Regions from separate parts of the Mus musculus genome. Here regions 2, 3, 4 and 5 are each linked to region 1. A link is a contact called in public ChIA-PET, Hi-C and HiChIP or PLAC-seq data. All regions are on one chromosome and are shown on one strand. Each heading gives the region's core, a stretch centred on a gene start, on an enhancer-like site or on the middle of the called end of the contact. The rest is flanking DNA. Distances are from core to core; before and after follow the strand shown. Region 1 has its middle 12 kb from the start of 4930459C07Rik. Region 2 overlaps Gm34044 (a long non-coding RNA gene). Region 3 has its middle 58 kb from the start of 4930556N09Rik. Region 4 has its middle 73 kb from the start of Gm46240. Region 5 has its middle 72 kb from the start of Gm33897.

Region 1 (2,906 bases), core at 284-2,783:
AATGCCATTGATAAGTTCACATACTGTAGACAAAGACGTTATCATCGTGCCCAGAGAGCACAAGGAAAACATTAGTAACCTTGATCGTGTAGAGGAAATTTACTAAACCTGGGCGGCAGAAGGCATCGGAGAACAGCAAGGCCACTCAGAGTAGACTGCTCACCATGGAAGGTCTAAGTGCTCTTCCTACAGCTGAACAGGTAACCAACAGAGATGTGACAGAAATAAGGTGAGCAGAGGGACAGAGAGGTGAGAGTCTTATCTATCGGTACATTCCAAAAGGACAATTCACAGTATTAGACAATCCCGCTTTGCTTGGCTCTAACAAACCACCTTGGGTTGTGGAATGATGAGAGATCTGTTTAGCTTACAATTTTTGAGTCTGACAATTCAACCCTGGGTAAACCTAGAGTGTTTGGCCCTTGGTGACAGTCCCCTATGTGTGCTACCCTGTGGCAGATGGTGCCGTGGGGGAGCCAGTGCAAGGAAAGAGACAACACATGGCAGAGGCAGGAAGCCAGATCATGAGAAAGGTGAGCGTTATGTTTTATAACAACCCACTCTAAGAGGAAGTCAGCGGGTTCCCATACACATGGCTTTGATCCCTTCCGTGTGAAATAATTACCTTGGTCTAATTACCCCACCTTCTCTTAAAGGTGCCTGTCTCCAGCATCACCACACTGGCGACCGAGCTTTAACAAACACACACACAACCCTGGGCAACATACTCCTGCTACAGTCAAACAGCAGCTAACATCTAAAAGTAGTAGCTTAGAGAATAGCAAGACAAGCTGATTGTTTCAGAGATGGTGGGTGGGGGGGTGGACTAAAATACAGGTTCCAAAATGAAAAGTTATACCTGAGCTGAGAGAGATACTGAGGACTGGGAAAGTCAAGTAGGTATCTGACTAACCGTGACTTTCATTGTTAAAGTATGCCATTCTCATCTACACTTTGATTAATTTTTTTTAAATAATTGCCGTAAAAATGTAAAAGTACTTACTTCACCACAAAATATATAATCCAATATTATATAAATGATGTGTATGAAACTCTTGAGAAAATATTCCACAATATATTGGAAGTTGAACGTGACTCACTTCGTTTTTGATAGGCAGCCACTGACTAATTCTAAAGTGCTCAAGTCCAGTGAGAGGAAAAGTGTCTTTCACCATACCCTTCCATCCGAAGACATCTAAGTCCATCGATTATGGTGTACAGGGAATGCCTGATTGCTTTATGATGTCATATGCTGCTACAGAAATTATTTATGATGCTCCCGGAGCAAGACGATCTACTCTGGGGCTGATACCTTGATTCAGAATTTGACACCTAAAGTGGTTTGAAGCACTTGTGATATTTAGACGTTGAGTGACCCAATGCCATTGCCTTCAAAACACACATTCAAAACATACATTTTCCACCGGGAACTAGAAGGGCATTTGCAATGAACATCCCTCCAAGCAGCCGAGAACAAAGGAAATGTTCGGCAAAATGATGTTGAAACACTACCACTCAGGCAGGCCTTCTCCCCAGTATCTTTCCAGCCGAATAGCGTGCCTGCCTGTGACTCAGATACTGTTCACATTGGAAAAACAAAGCGGAGACATCTACTTAAACGCGCAAACAGTGCCCTCTGCTGGCGGAAATGGGATGTTAGTTAAAAGAACTTCGTCTCAATGACCACAGGGAAAGAAGGGGGAGGGGAAGGAAGGGAGAATGGAGAGATAGAAGGGGAGGAGAGGAGATGGGGAAGAAGCAGAGGGAATAGGAGTGGGAGGGAGAGGGAAAGAGGGAGGGAGAGAGAAAAGTGGACTGGGGGGGGGGGGAAGGGGTAAGGAGGAGGAGGAGGAAATGATACAAACAGGAGAGAAAAAAAAATGGGTTTTAGTCCTTTTTAAGGATAAATGCTTGAAGCATCTTATCACATAGAAGATGCCAATATATTTCCTTAAATCCCAAAGTAACACGTGGCCTTGAATTAAGGAATGGTTTTACAGTGTCCATTCTTTGCCTTACTAAGTTATTTACTCATCACAAGCTCCCTCTGGGGGTGTCCCCCAGTGCTCTGACTATGCGACATAATATACACTCAGCCTTTGCAGAAGATAGTAACTCTATCAAACAAAATTGTTTCCTTAGCTCACAGACCAGGGCTCTGACAGGGTTCCAGAATGTCCCAGGCTGCTCGACATGTTTCTAAATGCTTAGGAAAATCTTAATGTTGATTTTTTGTTTGTTTGTTTGTTCTGTTTTGCTTCAACAAAAGAAGTGGTTGCTTGAAGATAGCAAAATTGGTTTCTTGAAAGAAAAGAAAATGAGTGAGGTATATCCTTCAGGGCTGGCAGGGGGGCGGGTCTGGAGATGTATGTCATACAATTCATCGTAAGTACTTAGTCAATGGAGTAGCAATTCAAATTAGTTTATATATATATATATATATATATATGCACATGTATAGGTAGTATAGTTACGATATTATCGTGTATATATATACACATACGATATATATACACACATACTATATGTGTGTGTGTGTATATACATACATACATATATATATACATACATACATATATATGAATATGAAAGCCAGTATTTCTAATATCTTACATTAAAAATCAGTTGGCTACCCAGCTTCCCATGCCACCACAGTAGTGGGGTTAGCAATGTAAAATATGTAAATATGTTCTATTTTCATAAGGCATTTGCACTGGTGTATTAATACTGTGTGCATATTTAAAGATGTTACAGAGCCCAGCTTCGTCTGACTGTAAGTCGTCACCCCACTACAGGGTCGCTTAGCTGAAGGTGACCGTTCTAAAGACAGTGACAATAGCAGAAGACTCCTGGATGTGCAATGATCAAAAATAAATTCAGCCTCAATTGTGTAACAATCCCAAGGT
Region 2 (2,906 bases), core at 302-2,801, 1.0 Mb before region 1:
ATAGGAAGGGCTTAATCTATATGTACATAGACTTATAAGTGAAAAAAATACTAAAATAATGGACATCCATAATAAAATGTGTTTATTTGTGTGTTTATTTTTGTGTTTATTAAAAACCATCCAATGGTTCACATTGCATTATACATCTGTTCAATATATGTATGTACGTGTACACGTGTATATGTGGATATGTTTTTCCAGTCCTATGTATTTTATCAAAAATAACTTATGCTGTTACAGGAGGGTCATGTTCTTAAGAGAGAGTTTCAGTATCAGAGTCATCAAGACTTTTTTCTTGGGCAGTTGGCATCTGACAGGAATCTGTGTCCTTCAGGGTATGTTCACATCTATGTGACATTAGATGACATTAGATGACAGTCCTTTGCCAATGAGACAGTGTTTGAAAGGTTTCACCTGCCTGGGGTTTTCTGGAGCAAAAGATGTTGCAGAAGCTATGTTGGTTACACTTTCTCCTTTATCTCGCAACAATTTGACATGTGTATTTGTAATCCTCAAGGCACTTGGAGCTGATATGCTGGTCAGACTCTCTCTACAATAATCTCCTCTGAGAGTCTGTTTTGAGATCAATATCTACATACATCAGAGCCTTTAACCCTTACTGATTTTGCTTTGTTTTGTTTTTATTGTGGCTGTTGTTTTAACATCAGGAAGCTGAAGGTCTCAGAGGCTGAGATTGACCCCTAACACCATGGTGAGTAATGCCCACATTTAAAGTATGAACTCTCTTTGTTCATGCTCTCTTTGTTACTGCTCTGTCTGAAGGGCCCGCAGTTTATAATCTGTGCCCGCACTTTGCATTATAAATACTACAATCATCTTGATGTATAGCCTTAGAACAAATAACAGATAGGGACCCATTTATGAGGTAAAGTTGAGCTAAATTACACCTTTTCTAGACAAATTTTGCATTCTGATATGATGAATGTAGTGTATTTCAGCAAAGCATGCAGGGGGAAGCATAATAAACAATTTCATATACTTGAATGATTGAGGTTCACTTAATCATGGTATGTTTTCTCTTGTTTCACGCATGTAGAAACGCAAAATATATTTATATCTAAATTAGTGGCTACTCAGATTCATTGCATTTTACCTCTGTAAATCCAAACAGACCTGAATAAAAATGCATTATAATAGTATATGTACTTATTTGCATCCACAATTTTATTCTGTATTTACAATAGAAATGTAGATAAAAGTTTGGAGGGAAGACTTAGCAGGTAGCAACACTTGCTGCTTTCACCATCCCAGGTTTGGTTCTGAGCACCCATAAGGTGACAGACAATTGTTGGTAGCTCTTGTTCTATGGAATTCAGTGTCCTTGTCTGGCCTCCAGGTGTGTACGGAGTGCACATGCGTAGACGTAGCCATTCACACATACACAGAAAAATCAGTCTCAAAAACCTAAATGCAGTTAAATTCTACACTACTGAATTAAAATAGGAAATGGTGCAGAAGATTGGCAGGGAGTGGAAAGACGCTATTACCTCTGTTTGGAATAAGCTTTGAAGGCATAAGCTTGTTTTTCTATAAGCAGTTGGCTTCGCTCCAGGTACTGCTCAAAGCTGTATTTATCACAACAAAATCTGTCCTTACAGATTTTCAAACAATTGCTTTCTCTTCTTATATCAAAAACACATTGATAGGTGACACAGCCATGAACCACTCAGTGTAAATCTACTGCTTTAATATGTGCCAAGCAGCAGTACCCGGCTGATTCCAGGAAGGTTGCTGCTGCAGTAGAAAGTCTTCTTCTGCCACTCCAGAATGTTATGTTAAAGGCTTTAGGAATTAAAATGAAAGCAAATGCCTTAAGCCCTTTCAAAAGGCTGTCCCAGAAAATAAAAGCCAAATGTGGACTCCTTACAGCATGAGGAGGAGGTACCTTTGGCAGAGCTTGAAATATCTCTCTAATGGGGATCACTAGAAAAACTGGTTGAACGATGCTAAGTAGCTCTCTGAAGACTCAACAAACAAATTTAGGGCTATTTCATCAGCAGTGTCCGTTCTAGAAGAGATAATGGCAGTGTGCGCTTAAAAATATCTCGCATTAATATTTAAATTATATTTAAAATATAATTTGGCATAGGCAGCTTTATGAATAAATAAAATTAAGCCTCCAGTCCCATTTCAGTACCCTTTTAGTAGAACAAAGCAAAACCAGGCATGACCCATCTCAGCCAACAATGGCTTTCATTATCTTCTGTTCAAAAGTAATGGCGTGGGAAAGCTAAGCTGCCCAAGCATTGCTCTGGGGATCTAGATGTTTACTTGATGTAAAGTCTGGGCCTCGCACCAAAAGATTTACATAATTGAAAACTAAAGTGTTTGGGTGTCTATCAATAATGACGTCTCCAAGGTGCTTAGATACTTTTGCCGTCTTGTGTTTTAACAGACATTTGGTTGCAGAGTTTTAAATATTATTTGATAACTGAATGGCTCCCAATGACTGTGGTCCACTTTTTCTCACTGAAATATTCATTGAAATGGTTTGGATGAGACTCCAAAGGGAGCAGGCCAGCCTTGGAGCTGAGTGAGCTGCCAATCAGGAGTAGGAAGCCAGCCTCCCCTGGCCCCATCTGGTTTCTTTTCTCTCCTTTTGTCTCTCTGGATATAGGCAATGCTAAGAAAACTGGGAGTTGAATGAACTCCTCTTATTAAATAAATATTTTTAAGGCTTCAGTGTCATAAGCTTTTCAATTGGGTTTGTTTTCTTGATACATCCCACCGTAGTAGTAGTAGCGAAGAGCTGAAAAATATGTAGTAGCGAAGAGCTGAAAAATATTTTACGTATTTGAGAATCAGTCTATAAGACAGAGTGATTCAAATATGAATGATTTTTTTAACTGGAATTTGAAAACTCAAAATCTTATTTGTGCTTCTTA
Region 3 (2,906 bases), core at 151-2,650, 880 kb before region 1:
TCTATTATCTTACCCATTTCCTGATCCTGTCTAATGTTAGTTCTAGGAGTTCAAAAACCGTATCTTAATACTTCAATTGGGGCCTGATACACTGAAAGAGGCCAGCAGATATTTGAAATTAATACAGTCCCATCATCTCCAGTTATATAACATTGTTTTCAAGGGTACTGTCTGAACTCACAGATTTCAAAGTGTGGAGGGTGTTTGCTCATAGTTATATATTCCATTTACCATGTGTGCCTCCACACTTACTTCTGGGATGTCCCAATGTGTGTCATATTTCCATTGTGAGTAAGGGGACTGCTTGCATTGTCTATGGTATTTTTATCCTCCTTTGTTCACTCATCCTTCTTTTCTCTCCCAGAGTTCCTTCTCAGCTAATGCCTTTATTATTCAGAGGAAGCCAGCATTATTAATAACTCTAATTCCCAGAAGATACCATTGCTTTCAGACTGTCCTAGTTCTCAGCACACACAGGGACCTTCTAGAAAGACTTCTTTTCTAGAAGGCATCTAGTTCAAATAGAATCTTGGCATTTTTGATGATCCTCTTTTTGTATCTTGGAATCTAAGTGATGACTGTAAGTTAAGAATGATTCCACCGGACATTTTCTCCTCAACTTCTGAGAGATATTGGTCAGAGAACTATTAGCGTCTGTCCAGAACCTATAACTAACTGATCATTGTTATTAATCTAAAAGGAACTTAAAGTTTATTCATTCTAACTTCTCTACTTGAGCTAAGGGGGAACAGAACCATAGAAGTCAAGGAACACGATGCATTTCTCTCAACAGTGAAAGCTGATATCTAAGTCTAAGTAAGTGCTCTACCACCAGGCTATACCTCAAGCCCCAGGGATTTTGAAATGTGTATTGCCATATATCCCTGTTAGTCTCATGGAGTACCTCATGGCTACTCCCTCTGTGTAACTAACAATACATTACAAATAGGGAGGATTTGGTAGATAGGAAACCATAATCAGAATACAGTGTATAAGGAAAAACTATTTTCTATTACAAAAACAAACAAACAAAAAACAACAACAAAAGGCACCTTCAAGACAGATGGAGGAAATTGCACAAAAGACAGCAAAAAAGAATACAATCAAAGGTATTTCTGTATTAGAATGCTCACATCTAGTCGTGGGGGGAAAAACAAGCAGAGTGCAAGTGAATGCATAATGAACCAGCAAGGTAGTCAGCTCTTCGAAGACTCAGAAGATGTCTTAGATCCATAGGAAAGGAGACATGAGGGAGAGCTGAGCTGACTTGGGAAGAGTAAAGCCAGGGGAGGCTAGAACGAATGAATAGGAAGTAAAATGTCCACACAAACCACAGGGGATCCAATACCCTGATTCATACACCTCACCAGGTCCACAGAAAGAAATTCCTAGGATTCTCAGTAACCAAAGTGCATGAAATGAGAAACCATTGCAGCTGAACTTCCTATTGACATCCATTGTAAGAGTGAAACTATTTACTTTGGACATGTCACGACCATTAACCATCATGAAGCAGAGTTGCTATGGTAACCTATAGTCTGTCTTAGTGGGAAGTCGTGACAAGCAAAGAGGCAGACTGATACAGTGATAGCTAGGTCTAGCAATGATGTGTTACTGTTCACCTACAGAATAATCATAGAGAATTACTGGATCCTAACTTGGCATGCCAGCCTCTCCTCCCTCCTGCCACAGCTGCATGCAGTTTAGGAGGGGCAGTAGAATTTGGAGGAGGTGAAAATATTGACCGGAAATGGAACTCATTGGTATTTCTTCAGATTTTATATTTTATCACTCATGGTGATAGTGGGACTTCAAATTGAAGCAATTGCCTTTAAGTCACTCATGCTCCTACATATGGTCCTAACTTGTGGTCCTCTGAATCAGTCTAATAAACTCACTAGGTCTCCAACCTGAACTTGGTTAGCCTTTGCTTTGACCCGTGAATGCCCTCTTTTGAGGGAATAGACACATTATTGTAGACTTTCTCTGATAACCATTGAATGCTATAATCACCCTTGTCTCTTCTAGACTCTCAAATGTCTACATAAAAATGTTTTGGCAAAGGCATCATCCCAAGTCTACAACATATTTGTTCATCTGTCTCCATTTTACTCTAAGGTCTTCAGTCCAATCTACTCTCAGACTCATCTACAATACTGTGGTGGTCTTATAACTACTTTTTAAATGATCTGCATTTTTCATCTATATTCTCTATTTTACTGGAAGCAAGGATTGTTGGCCAACTCAAAAAGTAAGCTAGATAATTTCACTCCCTTTCTTTTAGGGTCTTTTCTTAAATCATTCACAGTAATGTTTAATTGTGGTATACTGACCTATCATTCATTTAATCTGGTCCATAACTACTTATGTGAACTTACTTCCCATTATTCTTATTGCCCAGTACCCACATCCCATCATCACATGCATATATATTTTATAATTCTTTTAAAATTCTGACTTCTACTCACAATATGTAACTATTTTAAAAAGTTCTTCTCCCTTCTCAGATTATATTTTCTTTAACCTTTTCTTAGCGACTTCTCCACCTTTAGATAGCTACCTAAATCTTCATCATTGGCTATAAGCCAGCCAACGGTTATTTTCCATTGTACTAACAAACACTCATTGTGTACTTATTGCTTGGCTGTGTTTTTTCAGTTGCAAGATCAATAAAAGCAAAGAACAAGTGTTGTCGTGTTCAGTGGCCCTTGTTCCTAGGATTCTGTCTGGTCCAAAGTAGACAGCCACCTTGATAGCAAATGGACGAATGGATAGAGGATTGGTTAGGTTAATGAATGCATGGATGTTTAGACTTTTGCCTTTGGATGTTGCTTGAATTTGATCTGGCTTACCATTTTCAGTGCACTGGAGTGTTCACCAAGTACATACTAAGAACGTTTCTGGAG
Region 4 (2,906 bases), core at 124-2,623, 610 kb before region 1:
GAGGCCCATTGGACTTGTAAACTTTATATGCCCCAGTACAGGGGAACCCCAGGGCCAAAAAGGGGGAGTGGGTGGGTAGGGGATTGGGGGGGTGGGTATGGGGGACTTTTGGGATAGCATTGAAAATGTAAACGAGGAAAATACCTAATTAAAAAAAAAAAAGATTACGGTCTGTTCTCCGATGCCACTTCCTTGCTAACCTACATAACAGGAGAAAATGTAGGACCCAAATCTCTCTCAATAGTTTTCATCCATTTGAAAATGGACAAGAATTCCCTTCTCTAACATAAGAACTGGAGCTATTACTAAGTCAGCGATGACATAGAAAATCCCAAGAAGACTACAGGTGAGTTCTGTTTAGGTACTCTGAGTATATAACATGCTCAGCACGTGTTTTAGGGGTTCTGGGAACATGCCAAAGAATTAATTGGAGTTCCTTTAAAAAACGAAACAAAACAAAACTATTAGTTTATTAAATGGCTGACCTATTTCTTGCCACTTTTAATCTCATTTTTTCTTTCTGATTAAATGTAACTATATTAAGATAGACAATGGACATCCACCTTCCTATTTTCATAGTAGCCAGTGTTTTATCAAGGACAGGATTTCAAAGAGTGGCTATTGACAAGAAAAGATACTGAATACTTAGACAGCTTTCAACACTGAGAAGGCAATTAAAGAAAACCGTGATTTTAGTCTTTAAGACCACAAAAATAAACTTAAAACAACAGCTAACAATAAACCTCCCGTGATAAGCTTTCAAATTCTCAGACAGTGACTCTAAACGGAGGCTGGTCCCCAGAGCAACTTCTTGGAGACCTGGGTCTCGTTCTTGGAGCCTGCCAGGGGTTGAATTTGGGTATGTAAACATCCTGAAAGCTCTCTGAATTTTCAATATATTTACAGTCTTCCTTTGAAACCACTGCTCTGGTTCTAAATGTTTCAATCATTGTGTGATCTTGTGTTCTTAATACCAATCCAACTTTCTCCCCTGTGCTTGTTTTTCTGCTTCGTGTGTCTCAATATCAAAATATTCTTACCCCATGAGTCATTTTGGAAGCAAAGGTTTCAGGAAGTAAAAGCTCAAAAACCTCATGGCTGAAGTCATCCTCCTAAAATATATCCCTTATTCTCCATATGATGTACCGCGGCCTGTGCTTTCCTCTGGATGGTGATAATGGTAGCCTTCTGAAATCAACATGTTTGACCACGTACTTCTATTTTACAAATGCAGACTAAGTCAGGGATACCAAATGGCAATGTCATAATCCTTCTGTTCTCTGCCAACCCATTGCCTTATGGACTCAAATATGCTTCTCTTGAAACAGATGGCTCTCCCTACTCTCCAGGTTATTACATAAGGAGACGAGGGGCAGCTGATTGACTGTGCCTGATTTCCAGGGAGACCAGCACAAGCCACATGACAGGACCACAGGTGTACAGAGCGAGCTCGGCTTCAGAATTAGGCTTGCCTGAAATTCAACCTTGGCTCTGTGTCATGAGCACAGGACACCTTATTTGCCTTCTATCTTTCTTCTGTAGAATGATCAGAAGTATCATCTCCCTTACATGTTCATTAGAAATTATATATATACATGCACATATACTCTCTATATACACACAAATAAATATGTGTACATGTGTGTGTATATATATACATATAAGAACTTATATATATGTATATATATATATGTGTGTATATATATGTATATATATATATATATATATGAACTGAAAATACCCAATAGAAAATTTGCTTTCTTAGAATTTATATGTGAAAAACCAAGACTTTCCCAAACTCATTTCCACTGTTTTTCACAAAGCAAAATGGCTTCTCCCTCAAGCAGTTTTATTTATCTGATGTCTGATCACATCCTCTCAAGTGTTCCTTCCTTGACCTACAAGTGCAGCAGTAGAGGAAGTATGGGGGCTAGAGAATGGCTTGGTGATTCCCAGGGCTTACTGTTCATGCAGAGCACAGGAGCTGGGTTCCCCGCACCACGGTTATGAAGGTCACTAGTGCCCACTGGTTTGATGCTTTCTGGGAGTCTCAGGGGAGCCTGCACTCACGTGCACATACCTACACACAGACATACATACGCATGTAGTTAACACCAGAATAATAATAACTATGGAACTCAGGCCAGCTCGAGTTCCTGTCCCAGCTCCACCCTGTCCTCTCTGTGGATCCCGAGAGGGGCATTTCTTTGTATTTTAAGCATTTCTTCACGAATAAAATGATCTATAGAATCACAACACACTTGAAAAGAAAAAGACTGGTACAAGTTACAATCTCAAAGTTGACTTTCCCTTTCTTTTTTATCTGTAGCACTCTTCTTGTGGACATAGAGAGAGATGTGCACATACATACACACGCGCACGGTCAGTTCTGTCTGGCTCAGGCCATTCATCTCAGATAAATCCTCTTTCCCCAGGAAATCCAGCTTCAGTTTTCCCAGATTTCATACTGGCTCTGTGCAAGGCACCCTGGCCATTTTCTAATGAATACCTTGACCTCTTATTGCCATGAATGTTATTACAAGAGCTACCCATTGCTGAACATCAACAAATGTTAATTATCTCATGGACTTTCTTAGGGGCCAGGCAACCGGGAGCATCATGGTTGGGTTCACAGTCTCTCACAAGGTTTTATGAGGCAGTTGTCTGGGGCTGCTATCACCCTGAGTTTCTATTGAAGCTGGAAAACACAAAACAGTATCTGCTGTGGATCCCATTTCAGGAGCCAAGTCAATTGTCTGAAAGTACATTCGCAATTCCCATTGAATTGCTCCATGGTTATTTGCTTAGTGACTGGCATCAGTGTTCATTTCTAAAATATCTACACAAGCAATTGTTTACTACTAAAATCTTCAAGAGACAAATGTTAACAGATTGAAGATTTTTCC
Region 5 (2,906 bases), core at 245-2,744, 570 kb before region 1:
AATAAGCATTGCATTCTCAAATAAGAATTATGTGCAGGAAGATGGGCCAGAATTTGATGGAGAAACCGGTGGGTACCCACTTCTTTTGGCTCCCGTGATGAATAGAGATTTTGAAGCCTATAGAAAATGAGAGCAGATGTGGGTAATGACATAATTTGTTATTTATGAATGCAGGTTTTCTCTGAAGATTGAGGAATTATCATGAAAACTATTCACTGAACCTCAAAAAAAATCAATAAATATTAATATCAGAATGCAAATGTTTTCACTATCATTTAAAATGTGAAGAGTATTTACCCATTTATGCCTCTGAACAATTCAGAGTGCCCTGAATGCTTATTGACTGTATGTCATTGCATGGTTCAGAGCAGTTCTCTGAACTGCTTAAAACTCTCAGCAAATCAGGAAGAGCACATTCGAAAAAGATAAGGCTGCACATTGTCCTCTTGCCCCTGTCACTCGTGGAAAGCGCCCTGGAGTGCAATCAGGAAACCTGGGCTTCGATATTTAAACACCATGTGACTCCAAGTAGCTTTCTCAAATATGAGCTACATTTTCCAAACCTATTAAATGAGAATAAAGGCACCACCCTCAAAGGGATATTTGAAGATAAACTGACATCAGAACCCACAGTATACATTACTATTTTAAACCCAATTAAGAATTAAGGATCTCCCCCCAAAAGTAGTAATTATCAACAAGATTATCTGAGAGTTCTTTTTTTGGTGGATATGAATTTGATGACATCATCCACATGAAAAGGAAATGGCAGGTCATCCATATATATACATATATATATATAGACATATATATTCAAATATTTCTAGTTATGATAATTATATAATTGTATAGGGTATAACTAAAAATTTCTCTATATACACAACAATTATGGGACATTGATTTAGTCTTTGATACTATGAGTGCTGAACAATTGATTGAGTTACCAGAGTGGTATGAATTTAAGAATGTCTCCCATAGACTCAAGTATTTGAATACTTAGTTTGCAGCTGGTATCAGTGTTGGGGAAGGCTATATAACCCTCTTTAGGGGGAGTCCTTCTGAATGAAGGATATCACTGAGGGTAAGGTTTGAGAGCTCAGAGCCACTTACAGCCTGTTCTCTCTAGTTCATGTTTGGGCTTAAAGATAGGATTTCTCAGCTTCCTGCTTCTGCTGACTGACATGTCTGCCTCTTACTGATAAACCTTCCTACCATGGTCCATTCTTAAACCCCCCGGAACCATAAACCAAAATAAATTCTTCCACAAGTTGTCACAAAAACAAAAACACAAAACCCTAATACAGTCATTAAATTTATTAAACCAGTAAAATTGATAGTTCACATCTGTTACAGTCTTATGAAGATTCATCTGTCCCTTTCTGGAACTGGCGAATAAATCATTGAACAAAAGCTCACCAGCTCAATACACAGTTCAAACAGCATTATACAGGAAACCTTCTCAAGTGTCTTGTAATCACCTGCCTAACGCTCTGTGGTGCCACAGGCAGGCGCAGGAAGTGGTTACAAGTAATCAAGCTCTAACTTTACGACTTTAACCAACTCAGCGGCTCTGTTTGCATGGCTTTCAAACAGCAGCATTTTGCCTAAGATTCCATTCACACAAGAGAATGCAGTGGTTAGTTCTTAACTGTCACCTTGACACAACCTAGAGTCACTGGGGATGTGTCTCAGTGAGGAATTGTCTAAGTGACCTGGGCTTATGGGCATAACCCTGAGGATTGAATTATGTATCAAGGGATAGGAAAATACCCAACCTAAAAGAGAAGCACATCGTTCCCTGAGCATCCATTCTCTCTGTGCTATTGACTGTGGGGGTGACGAGCAGCTTCAAGTTCACACCTTGACTTCCCCAAAACGATGATCTGGGACTTGAAACTTTAAGCTAAATAGACCTTTGCTCCCTTAAGTTGTTCAGACAGAATGTTTTATTCCAACAACAAGAAACAAAATCTAGACAGACAATTTGATTACTATAAAGGCACTTGAATTAATCATGGTTGGTGGTGCATTCTTACAATCCCAACATTCAGGAGGTGGAAGCAAAATAATCACCAGATCAAAACCCCTCAGCTCCAGATTGAGAGCCTTTCTCAGACAACCCAAAGGAGAAACATCTCACCTTGATGATTCCACCTTCGACAGTTCAAAGATGAGGAAGCTGTAGCCCAGAGACCACAGTACCTAAGGTAACAGTCAGCTACTTAATGAAGAGCACCACTAAGTTCTCTAGACTCTTAGTTGTCGTTATTTCTCCCATCATGATAATAATATCCATCTCCCTGTCATGTGCTGCACATCAAACACCAAGCCACACATTCCACCTGTATTTTTTTTTATACGCGGAAAACTCTTTAAGAATTCTACCAGTTTGATGAAGAAGTTCAAGGATGTTAAGCAACTTGAACAAGCCTACATTCGATTTCAGCCTAACACAAAATGTGTTTAAGCTGGAGGTTTCGTGTTGGCCATGAAAACAACAAGCCATCACAAAGCCCGTGAATAACTGAGTGTGTATTATATAATTAGTGGCCAGATTTTGCCATGCTTTTCATGTTCACTTTCTCAGAATTGAGACACAAGGACTATGAACATAGAGAAACCAAGTGAAATCTTTATTTCAGAACTGTTTTCCTCTCTCTGAACTGTAATCACATCTAATTTTATGTTGATTCTATATGTTATTATTGGGATAAGCTTGTGGCTTTTCTACTGTCTGATAGATCATGTTATTAAACACATTCATTTATTTCCTGGCTCAGGTGGTATAATGTGTACTCTGCAGATGAAATCTGTGTGTGTTATTGGGAAGGGGCTTTCCAGGTGACATTTGTGCCTTGCAAGTTTCATGTTCAAATCAATTTTCTTCAAATATAGATAAGCAGGGT

What was found. HiChIP or PLAC-seq counts read pairs in DNA pulled down with a chosen protein or histone mark. Hi-C and Micro-C count contacts between places; a contact is called where the count stands out from the background. ChIA-PET counts read pairs in DNA pulled down with a chosen protein or histone mark.
Region 2: a Hi-C map of epidermal suprabasal cells shows a contact between it and region 1, with 2.7 times the contacts expected there. The contact joins two enhancer-like sites. A contact is called at or near these places in 1 of 15 datasets of contacts at CTCF or cohesin (pro-B cells), 2 of 484 Hi-C or Micro-C datasets (epidermal suprabasal cells and uterus) and 1 of 115 datasets of contacts at active chromatin or transcription factors (large pre-B cells).
Region 3: a contact with region 1 is called in an H3K27ac HiChIP or PLAC-seq map of the NIH/3T3 cell line, with 6 times the contacts expected there. The contact joins two enhancer-like sites. A contact is called at or near these places in 1 of 15 datasets of contacts at CTCF or cohesin (the NIH/3T3 cell line), 2 of 484 Hi-C or Micro-C datasets (bone marrow-derived macrophages and embryonic fibroblasts) and 2 of 115 datasets of contacts at active chromatin or transcription factors (the NIH/3T3 cell line and T-cell acute lymphoblastic leukemia).
Region 4: an SMC1A HiChIP or PLAC-seq map of the NIH/3T3 cell line shows a contact between it and region 1, with 6 times the contacts expected there. The contact joins two enhancer-like sites. A contact is called at or near these places in 1 of 39 promoter capture datasets (embryonic stem cells), 2 of 15 datasets of contacts at CTCF or cohesin (the NIH/3T3 cell line and pro-B cells), 13 of 484 Hi-C or Micro-C datasets (3T3-L1-derived adipocytes, CD4 T cells, bone marrow-derived macrophages and 7 more) and 3 of 115 datasets of contacts at active chromatin or transcription factors (differentiating embryonic stem cells, large pre-B cells and memory CD8 T cells).
Region 5: an RNA polymerase II ChIA-PET map of memory CD8 T cells shows a contact between it and region 1, with 70 read pairs. The contact joins two enhancer-like sites. A contact is called at or near these places in 1 of 15 datasets of contacts at CTCF or cohesin (the NIH/3T3 cell line), 5 of 484 Hi-C or Micro-C datasets (CD4 T cells, CD8 T cells and extraembryonic endoderm stem cells) and 3 of 115 datasets of contacts at active chromatin or transcription factors (differentiating embryonic stem cells, large pre-B cells and memory CD8 T cells).

What each region holds. Positions count from the first base shown.
Region 1 is chr10:96,212,783-96,215,688 of GRCm38.p6, reverse strand. No RefSeq gene overlaps it. Among named protein-coding and RNA genes, the nearest start is that of 4930459C07Rik, 12 kb to the left of the region's middle. Within about 2 kb of position 1,533, at least 167 of the 459 cell types and tissues checked have an H3K27ac peak or open chromatin away from gene starts, as enhancers often do. A contact at or near this core is called in CD8 T cells, the NIH/3T3 cell line, bone marrow-derived macrophages and 5 more, where this site is marked.
Region 2 is chr10:97,210,951-97,213,856 of GRCm38.p6, reverse strand. Gm34044 (a long non-coding RNA gene) reads left to right here. Exons shown (of 4, transcript XR_380716.2): 3 at 669-712. Among named protein-coding and RNA genes, the nearest start is that of Gm34044, 23 kb to the left of the region's middle. Within about 2 kb of position 1,551, at least 12 of the 459 cell types and tissues checked have an H3K27ac peak or open chromatin away from gene starts, as enhancers often do. A contact at or near this core is called in epidermal suprabasal cells, where this site is marked.
Region 3 is chr10:97,092,590-97,095,495 of GRCm38.p6, reverse strand. No RefSeq gene overlaps it. Among named protein-coding and RNA genes, the nearest start is that of 4930556N09Rik, 58 kb to the right of the region's middle. Within about 2 kb of position 1,400, at least 14 of the 459 cell types and tissues checked have an H3K27ac peak or open chromatin away from gene starts, as enhancers often do. A contact at or near this core is called in the NIH/3T3 cell line and embryonic fibroblasts, where this site is marked.
Region 4 is chr10:96,827,243-96,830,148 of GRCm38.p6, reverse strand. No RefSeq gene overlaps it. Among named protein-coding and RNA genes, the nearest start is that of Gm46240, 73 kb to the left of the region's middle. Within about 2 kb of position 1,373, at least 42 of the 459 cell types and tissues checked have an H3K27ac peak or open chromatin away from gene starts, as enhancers often do. A contact at or near this core is called in the NIH/3T3 cell line, bone marrow-derived macrophages, cerebellar granule neurons and 1 more, where this site is marked.
Region 5 is chr10:96,786,004-96,788,909 of GRCm38.p6, reverse strand. No RefSeq gene overlaps it. Among named protein-coding and RNA genes, the nearest start is that of Gm33897, 72 kb to the right of the region's middle. Within about 2 kb of position 1,494, at least 51 of the 459 cell types and tissues checked have an H3K27ac peak or open chromatin away from gene starts, as enhancers often do. A contact at or near this core is called in CD8 T cells and memory CD8 T cells, where this site is marked.